Linked DNA regions of Zea mays: region 1 is linked to region 2. A link is a contact called in public Hi-C data. All regions are on one chromosome and are shown on one strand. The core of a region is the stretch at or near the end of the contact, and the rest is flanking DNA. Distances in the headings are between cores, read along the strand shown. Region 1 holds the start of LOC100278839. Region 2 holds the start of LOC100240692.

Evidence for each region. A called contact is a pair of places that touch in the nucleus more often than the background predicts.
Region 1: a contact with region 2 is called in a Hi-C map of leaf, with 5 times the contacts expected there. The contact joins the promoter of LOC100278839 here to the promoter of LOC100240692 in region 2.

The regions. Positions count from the first base shown.
Region 1 is chr10:130,120,881-130,126,258 of Zm-B73-REFERENCE-NAM-5.0, forward strand. LOC100278839 reads left to right here and starts at 2,328. Exons shown (of 2, transcript NM_001372490.1): 1 at 2,328-2,530; 2 at 2,635-3,545. The coding sequence starts at 2,475. The coding sequence ends at 3,364. LOC109943136 (cyclin-dependent kinase 12) reads right to left here. Exons shown (of 3, transcript XM_020545987.3): 1 at 5,362-5,378; 2 at 5,162-5,275; 3 at 4,823-5,084. The coding sequence starts at 5,370. The coding sequence ends at 4,941.
Region 2 is chr10:130,347,024-130,352,392 of Zm-B73-REFERENCE-NAM-5.0, forward strand. LOC100240692 reads right to left here and starts at 1,779. Exons shown (of 5, transcript NR_131257.1): 1 at 1,276-1,779; 2 at 1,127-1,180; 3 at 973-1,033; 4 at 639-738; 5 at 1-543.

The sequences.
Region 1 (5,378 bases), core at 1,078-3,577, 230 kb before region 2:
GAACCAGATAACAAACTGTTATTCTACATGCAGTTCAATGAGGAAGCATGGTCACCTTTTGTAAAGAAGTAAAGACTATAGTTCATCCTGGTGAGGTAAGGGTTATTTTATATTGAAGTAAAGATGTGTATGAACGCAAAATGCACTGCAGTGCTTGAGCTCTCAGTGAATATAAATAACCCCCAATAGTAACCGATCACCCCTCAGGCAAAAGGAGGACACATGCATGTGTTACATATATGCAGAGGAAAAACAAAGCATATGAGTTAAACATGTTAGTTTTTTATTACAAATACACTAAATGAGGAAATAGCTAATAAATGGATAGATAAAAAGTGGTCTCAGCTTTAGGTTTCCTTCAAAGTATATCATGTGCTATTGGGTTAACCTAGGGTGCATCCAAACAACCAGTTGCACTGTGGCATCTAATGATTTGTGTTTATGGTGCTGATTTTAGTTCCCCATTCTGGCTTGGTTTATCTAGGAGGTCTGCTCCCTGAGAGAAAGAACAAAAACAAAAGGAACCTAAAAGGATTTCTGTTATTACATCCACGGTATGGGTTGTAATCTACTATGTTTGTTTCTTTGGTTTTGAAATTCTACTCTGATATCTATACATAGTAAGTGAAATGTTGAGCCTTCAGGACATCGGCTGCTACCACCCGAGGCTTTAAACTAATCTCAATCACTTCTACTTTTGCATTTTGGTTTGGGTGCAGGACACAAATGGTCGAAGCAATGCTCGAGGCAAGAGGGTGGAATTCCATGAAACAGAGCAAGTGAACAAGGTTAGTATCACTGTGGATTGTTCCCAAATTTAGTGTTGCAGTGGACACATTTAGTGGTAACTGCTAATTCTGGTAATATGTGAGTTCATTGGCCAATGGTGTAGTTCGAATGGGTTAGCCTAATGAGGTAACATAATTATTCTAAATAAATGTATAGCCTCAGTAGCCTAATTAGGTTATTACTAATGATCTTCTTTACCGATCTTCTATTCTTGATATTTTTTGTTCAATCCAACAAGTAATGTGTTTACACGTAGAGAGCGGGCTGCTAAAGGATAGGAAGTTGAAGATAGATGAAGGAAGCAACTACATGCAATCGATGGCAATAATGCATTGCAGGTACTCGGAATTCACTTGAAATATTAAGGTCTTTTACATTCTTCTGTTTTTGCTGGTGCCACAGTGGTAACAGTGTTGGGCTTTCGAAATATTGCTGCAGATTATTTAATTGTCAATGTACCACATGATAGGGTTGAGGCTCGTCAGGAATGTCAAGTTGCTCCTGGACGCAGGTATGGTGCCCACAGGCCGACAGAGCTGAGATCAAGCGCTGAGATCGTGCCCCCGTGCCTGCAGCTGCTTGTCACACCTGGCCAGAGGCATAGGCTACCACTACTGTTCTAAGAGGACAACCTGCTCGATAGCTAGCCTAGGATGGCCTTCAGTTCCAGCAAGGCTTCTCGGCTCGTCTCACTGCAGAACGCTATTGTTGGCGCCTAATTGAACGAAGTTGATACCGATAGGATCCCATGAAGCAACATAAGCAGCAGAAGTCTAACGAGGAATGACATATATGCAGACATGCAGTGCCTTCGTTTGTTACCACCAAAAAAAGATCTGAACCAAGTATTTCTGTAAGTATACCAACAAGTTAGTTGCTACTACTTTGTATATTGATCTTCGTTGGCTGAATGTTTGAGTTTTTTTTTCAAGGCACAAACACTTTATTTTGAAATCTGATTTCAGATAAATTAATTCACGCCGACAGAGCGCCCGATAGGGCGCTTTCTATTCTAGTCTCAAATTTACAAGTGATGCTGAGGAGAGATCGGACACTGGACTGGAAGTCCTCAAAACACCCACCACGTGCTATATAGCCATAGTAACTTTATTACGTCTCCAAATGTGACTATGCAGTGCAATGATGAGTGACAAGACTGCAAGTCTGCAAGTGTGTCTTCTCGCCCATACGCCTTCTACTACAGTTCTACTGTCATGTATGTTACACCCATCAAGCGTTATACACTGCCAACTCATGAACCATATATCAGCGGGGTATGCATCACGTACGTAAACGCGCAGGCAGTACACAGTACTTGTTCTCTTCGATGCTCGCATGATCCAGCTTTCCAAGGGTCCCCAAAAAAGCCTCCTTGTTGGGTCAGGGTCATGCACGCAGCCTTATTCGCGTTTTGACACCCTGTGTTCATGGAGAGCAACATGACCAAACTGCCCTCCTCCTGTCGATCAAGGCTCCACGTTCCAGAGTCCGGACTCCCCCTCCTTTAACTAACTCTCCCAGTGCCTCCTCGATCCTTCATGTCCATGCCGTGGAAGCTCACTTGACTTATCCCCACAGGGACGAGGGAATGTAGTGACATCCTGACGTGACCTCACGTCTCCTCTCAGCCCGATCCTGGTTCCTGTCTCTGATCCCAACGCCCACTGGTCCGCGGCAGCCCGGAGATGTTTCTCCACTCCCTCTTGATGCAAAAAATGGCAAAGAACACGCAGCAGCCAAGGTACATTCCCGGCCCGCGCTGCACGCCGCCGTGGTCGTCACCACCGCTCGCGACGAGAATTTCGTATCGACTGACGTGACAGATGCCCTGCGCCGTGCATGCAGAAAAGACGGCGGCGCGAGATCGTCAGGTGGCGGGCTGTCGTCGTCCAAGAAGTCCCGGTGGTACCAGCGCGCGGTGGAGGTGCTCCTCCTGGTCTGGAAGCAGCAGCCGGCGGCGCCTCCAACGACGAAGGCCGCGGCGGCGTCGGGGGTGACAGCCGCCGCCTCGGGCAACAAGGGCGCGGCGCCACCGGGGGGGAGGCTGCGCAAGTCCTCGTCGCTGAACGTGGCGGCGTCGTTCACGCGGGTGTGCCTGTGCGCGCCCATCTCCTCGTACAACAGCGAGTCGCTCTACTGCTTCCCGGCCGACGGCGCCGCGCCGCGCCGGAGCTACAGCTACCCGCGCGCGTCGTCGGCGTCAGCGTCCGGGTGCGGCGCCGGCACCGGCGTGAGCCCGCTGGTGGCGCCGGCGTCGGCGCCGCCGCCGCTGCCTCCTCTCCCCGCGGGGAGCAGAGGCGGTGAGGGCGCGCGGCGCGTGTTCCGCGGCAAGTCGCTGACGGACGACGTCCTGATGCGGCGGTTCGTGGTGGACGAGGAGGCCACGCGGCGGCGCAACGAGATGGAGGTCGTCCGGCGGCGCCACGCCGCGGCCTCCAAGCGCCGGCGCCTCGGCCCCAGCCCACTCCGCCGGATGGCGCTGGCGGAGTCGGAGGCGGAGGCCGAGGAGGAGGAAGCAGCGCCTGGAACTGGGAGGGGAACGGACAATCGCGTGGCAGCTGCTGCTGTAGCGTAGGACTGACTGCGGAGCTTTTTTTCCCCCTGTCCTGTGTGCTCTCGATCGGCTCGCCGTCGCCTCTGTTTTTTCCTCTGTCGTTTTCCTCTTCTGCTGCTGCTGTCGTGCGCTGCGATGCGACTGGGAGAAGGAGGAGAATCGCCCAGTTTTTTTTAACAGAACTGTACTAGCCTCTTGTTGTCCCGTCTCTGGCAAGCCGCCTGCCGCCGCCGACCGCTTCGTTTCGTTCTCTGGCGAGTGGCGGCCCGGGTTGCGGGCGCCGGCCGCCGGGGCAGCGGTTGGTCCCGTCCGCGGATCCCCGACGGGGCCTCGGTGCCATGACTGCCATCTCGCCGTGCGGCACGCCGGCACCAGACGATCGGCGGAGTAAATGAGCGGCCAGCAACCGGCGTAACGGCTAGCCGCGAGCCGACCAGAGGCTCAAGCATACGAGCCCACAAGCCAGTGAGGGGATCCTGGGCCTTCTAGTGGCCTTGGAGAGGTGGTAAATGCGCGACGCGGCCGGTGTGAGCCGGCCGAGATGGTCCGTTGGCGTTGGGGGTACGGTACGGCAGCGCAGTGCGGCTGTGCGTGCGTGTACGCAGTGGCACAGTTAAGGAGCGAACGGTCGACCCAAATCAAACGAACATCCCGTCACAGCCTTCATGGCCCCGTTCACGCACCAGCGCTGAACGCATGTTGGCAAACGGCATGGTGTACGCGACGCTCTTCGTTCCATTCCATTCCACGCAGAGCTCGCATCTGCACGGCCCATGCTCCCGTCCGCCCTCACACGGCAACGCAACTTTATAGCGTAGTGCCATTTCCTCCGAACGCAAGGTGACCACTGAGGCCTTGACAGAATGACAGGCGTCGTCAGAATGTATACATCTCCGGGGCTTATCTCTGCAGTTTGCACCATCCATGCATGCGTCCATGTCCATGGCAGAGCCTCACTGTATGACTGTATTCTTCAGCGGCGGACGTCACGGAACAGTGCCCACTAGAGCGCGTCCCCGGGCAACAAGAGCGAAGACGGACTCACGGCACTACAGGAAAATGCCCAGTTTCCGACGGCCTAAACCGTCGGAAATAAGTCCTGAACCGTCGGAAGTAGGCTTAAGACGGGTCCCGTCGGAAGTAACGCCGTAGCGGATACCCAGTCGGAAGTGTCAGCGTTTCCGACGGGGCCGTCGGAAGTAAACTTATTTCCGACGGCCAGGGTGGCGCCGTCGGAAATAAAGCGAGGTGGGCCCCGCAGACGGCCGGCCGCCGGCGCCTGACGCCGTCACAGCTTAGTTCCGACGGCCCCGTCGGAAATAAGCGGCCGTCGGAAGTAATTAAAAAACAGAGAAACAGAATTTGCCTGCTTTTTGTTTTACAAACAATCACACAAATTCAATCTGCACATAATATCCAGTTTTCATCCAGAATCACATACAATACCACATGAAACACACAATAACACAAGTTCACAAGTTAAAGCACAAGTTCACAATGTTCACAAATTCACAATGTTCACAAGTTCACAATAACACAAGTTCCCAATACCACAAGTTCACAAGTCCATAGTACGAGAAACACACAAGCAGACAGGCTACTCAAATGGAGGAGGTTGATCAAATGGATGTGGTTGATTTGATCCGCTAGCTCCTCCACTGTTTAGAAGACCGTCCACAAAAGAAGCGACCGCATCTTCAGAGTCCTCATTTCCCGGAGTTAGCAAGTTTCCTGGAGGGACCTACAACATTCAAAAAAATGTGTTAGTAGTTAAATTCTTGTTATGCAACGTCAAAAGAAAAAGTCAAGTAATATAACCTGAGGTGCAGGTGTGGGCCAACTAAATTGTGGAGTCGGTACAAACTGCGGGATAGGTGGAGGAGGTGGCATAGTCATCGCTGAAAAATCTGGACGTTGCCCTAGTGCTATTTGCTGAAAAAAATTGAAAGCTATGTTACGAGGATATATTAGAAAATATGTGCTCCAATTATAGTAGAGGCTCACGAGGATCTAATTACCTGCATCATCTCCTGCT
Region 2 (5,369 bases), core at 529-3,028:
GCCACCAGTGTCACAAATATTGGTGACTATTATCACCAAACACAAGCTGAGGACTCTCTTTCAATCCCTGCTACATACTGAAAGACATACAAAAAGTGAAAAAAAAACTAAGAGTTGGAATGAAGTTCAAGAGGGATTTTCAGCCCTACTGCCTGGCCAACCACGGATAACCATGCCGGTAAATATTGCACCGAGTGCTCCTTATCAGTCGCTTCAGTTTCTTCGAGAAGTAGCTTCATCCAACCACTGGTTGCACAGGGGTGCAGGGCCAGCCATGGCTTGCTTAAATGGGGGTGCTCCTGCAGGATTCCAAGTCCAGGTAGAACACAATCCTTGCACAGTTAGCAAACGACAGGCCAGAGTTCGTTCTACGTGTCACTGCCAAGACTCAAGAGCCAATTTCTGTTTCAATAGAAATCAAGGATCATGCATGAAGCAGGCATACCTCTTGAGTAATAAACGTCCACTTTGATTCACTTAATACTTTCTGTGAGTGGGAAGGAAGACCCTCTTTTACCTCATCTAGAGTTAGTAGCTGCCCACCTAAGTAAAGGTTCCAGACGTCCGGCGTTAAGAGAAAGTGAGAAACCAATTAATACTAGGCAATAACATCCACTTGTGTTCTCAAACATACATACTAGTGTGATAACCGCGAAAGTATAGCACTGGGACTTTGTAGGAGAAGCTGTAGACAGCATGGAAATCATAAACATGAACATTGTCGCTGGAGCTCTCGACCTGCAGGGAATGAACCATGGACATGACTTCAGAGCTCGAGTTGTGTGAGGTGTGCAGATACTAGATCGATACGAGCCAAGTCTTGTCCCCAAAATTCAGTACAAGACTGTATGTCCCAAAATCATCACCCAATTTAGAGCTGCTGCCTTTATATGAACTCTAATTGTTGTGCAGGGGTGAGATGAAGATCAGACTTGGCTAGTTTATCAATAAGCAGTTCACAGAAACATTTACCCAAGCTACATCCCCTGCACCATCGAACTTCATCTCTTCGATCTGCTCCTGGAAGAACACTCTGCTAGTTAAATGCAAGCATGAATGTCACCTATTGCAAACATCATATCACTTATCATATTTATATACAGATACAGGACAAGAAACTATCCACCTGGCTTGTTCCACAGCTGCGGTACACTCTTTCCAGGGCTAGATACCCTTCTACCTGCAAGACAAACAAGCATATTCAGAAAATAACAAGGTGAATCAGGGAAAGGGAGACTGGAAAACAATACGTAAAAAAAAGAGAGAGAGACAAACCTCCGACGGCACCCCCAATTTGCTGCACGGCTTCCACGTCCATTCAGGAAGGGAATCGTCGACCTCGATCTCCTTCCACCTCTTAACAAGCGCCGCCGCGGAGGTGTTGAAGCTGTCCGGAGACAGAGTCCCGTCCCATACAGGGGAGCCTCCCATCGCGAAGCAGGGGAAGACGCAGCGCGGGCAAAGGCCGTCCACCAGTCTTCCACTGTGGAGTCGCTAAGCTCCCAAACTCCCGAGGCCGGGCGCCAAAATCCGCAGCCGCTCTACCTGATTTGCCCACGACCCGGCGTCAAAATCAGAAGGTTGGGGAATGGGGAACTCATGGAGGGTTTGCGACTCTCGCTGGAGATGAAGCTCTCCCTCAGCTGCCGGGTCGGTTGCGGGTCCTCGGCGTCGGCGCCGGGATGCGTCACGCAGAACACGGTCTGTACGTTGATTGCGGCTGTCGTCGTCTCTAGCGTCGAGCGGCTAGATCGAAAGTCCGTGCGCTCGTGGTGGACTGATGAGGAGCCGGGCGGTTGGGCCTAATGAGTCTTGTTTTTCTGTTTTGGGCCGTATCCATGTCGGCCTGTGTGTAGTACTCGTATGAGAGACTGAACCTCCTAAAAAAATTACCAGCCAGTACGTGTTTCAAATTTCTACACACTACAGTATGCTAACCTATCGGATATGGGTTTATGGGACGAACAAAGCACATTAGTCTGGTCCCCTTTGCACAAGCGTTTAGATGGATGGGTCGGCCTATTTTTCCAACACATTTTCCTATATGATAGTTTAAGGGGAAAAAAATATTTTCTCAAAAAGAGACTTGGTCGTTGGTCCGTTGGTCGTATAACTACAAACTTATATACTACGGGATTACGGGTAAGTGTATTAAGTGATTTGAGTCAGAGGCATTGCGTCATACTGTACACAGACTAGGAACGGAAACTGCTCGTTCGGGAGGGGAACAGAGGGAAGCGAGTGTGCGTGCGGCGCTCACCACAGATGTGCCGGCCCTGGGAAACAGGGGAAGCAGAAGTGCAGAAGGTGTCGCTGCCCTGCGCCCTTGCCTGCAGGCTGCAGGCCGCACGCCCGCACCGCTTCTCACGTCTTCTATTCTTTTCTCCCAAGTCCCAACACATCTTCCTTGCATGAAAACAGAGAGCGGCGGCAGCCTGCACACATGGGCGCGTCCAGGATTTAGAAAATAGGTATTCGAAATTGTACTAGAGAGAACAAATTGAATGGTCTAAAATCTATCCTAATAGACTTTATATATATATATATATATATATATATATATATATATATAATTGATTCATGTATAGATAGTTATAGTATATAATAGAACATACACATTACAGAAATAGTAAACTAAATTATAACTCACATAAAAATTAAGATACACTCAAGCTCACTAAATCATAACTCACATAAAAATTAAGATACACTCAAGCTCAATTCACAAATTAGTGAAACCACTAACGCGTAGCTGCAAGCTTAATTCACAAATCACAATGCGATCAAGCCAGCAAGTGCTAAGCCGCTAACGCGTAGCCTACTAGCCTGGCAGCAAGAGCAACTGAGCAAGCGCTTGGCAGTAAGACGAGTAGCCTGGCAGCACGAGCATGGAGCCTGGACGGTGGACGCACGGGCACGGCAAGGCGGCAAGCGAAAGCGGCGGCTGGAGTGAGCCTAGCGGGCGGCGGCTGGAGTGAGCGCAGGGGTCTGAGTTAGCGACCAGACAGACAGAGACGCATGGCAGACCTAATAGGCCAGATGGACTGAGCACAAGGAAGTAAAGAACAAAGCCTAAAACGAATTTGGGTCTACATACTCAGTATTCATGTATTTTTTGATATTTCAGATTATATATTATATATATAGCATATACATATATATCGGCGTTTCGAGACCGGGGGTCCCTAGGCCGACGAGTGAATGTCGCCGCGTGCCCCAGCCTAGATGGGTCGAGCGCGAGGCCGAGCGCGAAGGGGGGAGAGCGAGGCGGCCGGAGACCGGCGTGAGAGAGGTGGGAATCCCGCGGCATTCGTGTTCGTCCCGCGCCCAGGTCGAGTGCGCTTGCAGTAGGGGGTTACAAGCGTCCACGCGGGAGAGGGAGCGAGCGGCTTCAAGCGAGCGCGTATCTCGTCCTCGTCCCTGCGCGGCCAACCCTCTCTAAGAGGGCCCTGGTCCTTCCTTTTATAGGCGTAAGGAGAGGATCCAGGTGTACAATGGGGGGTGTAGCAGAGTGCTACGTGTCTAGCGGAGGAGAGCTAGCGCCCTAAGTACATGCCATTGTGGCAGCCGGAGAGATTTTGGCACCCAGCTGGTGTGATGTCGTGGCCGTCGGAGGAGCGATGGAGCCTGGCGGAGGGACAGCTGTCGGAGCGGTTGAGTCCTTGCTGACGTCCTCTTGCTTCCGTAAGGGGGCTGAGAGCCGCCGTCGTCACAGAGTATGCAGGGCGCCATCATTGCCTATCTGGCGGAGCGAGTCAGATGGGACGCCGATCTTGTTCCCTGCGGCCCGAGTCAGCTCGGGGTAGGGTGATGATGGCGCCTCCTGTTGACGTGGCTGGTCTGCGCCTTAGGTTGGGCGATGTGGAAGCTCCTCCGAAGCCGAGGTCGAGTTTGTCTTCCGTGGCCGAGGTCGGGTCCGAGCCCCAGGTTCGGGCGAGGCGGAGATCGCCGGCTGATGCCGGGGCGGAGTCCGAGCCCTGGGGTCGGGCGAAGCGGAGTTCGTCATCTTCTGGGGCTTAGCCCGAGTCTGAGCCCTGGGTCGAGCGGAGCGGAGTTCGTCGTCTTCCGGGGCTTAGCCCGAGTCCGAGCCCTGGGTCGGGCGGAGCGGAGCTTCCTATGGTGCCTTCGACCGGGCCTGACTACCTGTCAGCCTCACTCTGTCGAGTGGCACCGCAGTCGGAGCGGCGCAGGCGGCGCTGTCTTTCTGTCAGGCCGGTCAGTGGAGCGGCGAAGTGACGGCGGTCACTTCGGCTCTGGGGCGCACGCGTCAGGATAAAGGTGTCAGGCCACCTTTGCATTAAATGCTCCTGCGACTTGGTCGGTCAGTGCGGCGATTTGGTCAGGGTTGCTTCTTAGCGAAGACAGGGCCTCGGGCGAGCCGGGAACACATTCGCCGCTGGAGGGGGGCCTCGGGCGAGACGGAGATCCTCCGGGGTCGGCTGCCCTTGTCCGAGGCTAGGCTCGGGCGAGGCGCGATCGAGTCCCTCGTATGGACCGGTCCCTGACTTAATCGCACCCATCAGGCCTTTGCAGCTTTATGCTGATGGGGGTTACCAGCTGAGAATTAGGAGCCTTGAGGGTACCCCTAATTATGGTCCCCGACAGTAGCCCCCGAGCCTCAAAGGGAGTGTTAGCACTCGCTTGGAGGCTTTCGTCACACTTTTTTGCAAGGGGACCAGCCTTTCTCGGTTGCGTTTGTTCCGGTGGGTGCGCGCGAGCGCACCCGCCGGGTGTAGCCCCCGAGGCCTCGGAGGAGTGGTTTCACTCCTCCGAGGTCTTAATGCCTCGCGTAATGCTTCGGCTGGTCTGGTCGTCCCTCATGCGAGCTGGCCGTAGCCCGGGTGTACGGTCGGGTCCCAAGTTCTCGGGCTGGTATGTTGACGCTGTCAACGGTTCGGCCGGAGCCGGGTTTGCGAGAGCAGCCCCCGAGCCTCTGCACAGGGCGAGAGGACGATCAGGGACATACTCGACTTTTTTACATACGCCCCTGCGTCGCCTTTCCGCAAGGAGGAGGGGGGAAAGCGCCATGTTGCCCTCGATGGGCGCCGAACATGGTGTCTCCGGTGAGCTGCAAGCGGGTAATCCGAGTGGACGCCTGTGCCCCGTTCGTTAGGGGTCGGCTAGGGGCCCAGAGGCACGCCCAAAAGTACCTGCGGGTGATCTGCCGGACCCGGTCCCCTGGCGACGGGGTCCGAGGGCTCGATGCCTCCCTCCGATGGGATTCTGTTACAAGATCGTTCCCGCTGGTCTCGGAAATGTCCTAGGGTACCTCGGGAGCACAGCCCGAGCCTCGGCTATGTATCGAACGTACCCATGGTCATCCCTCGCTCGGTGTCTGAGGTGGCTGTGAACCCTTCGGGGGCCAGCCT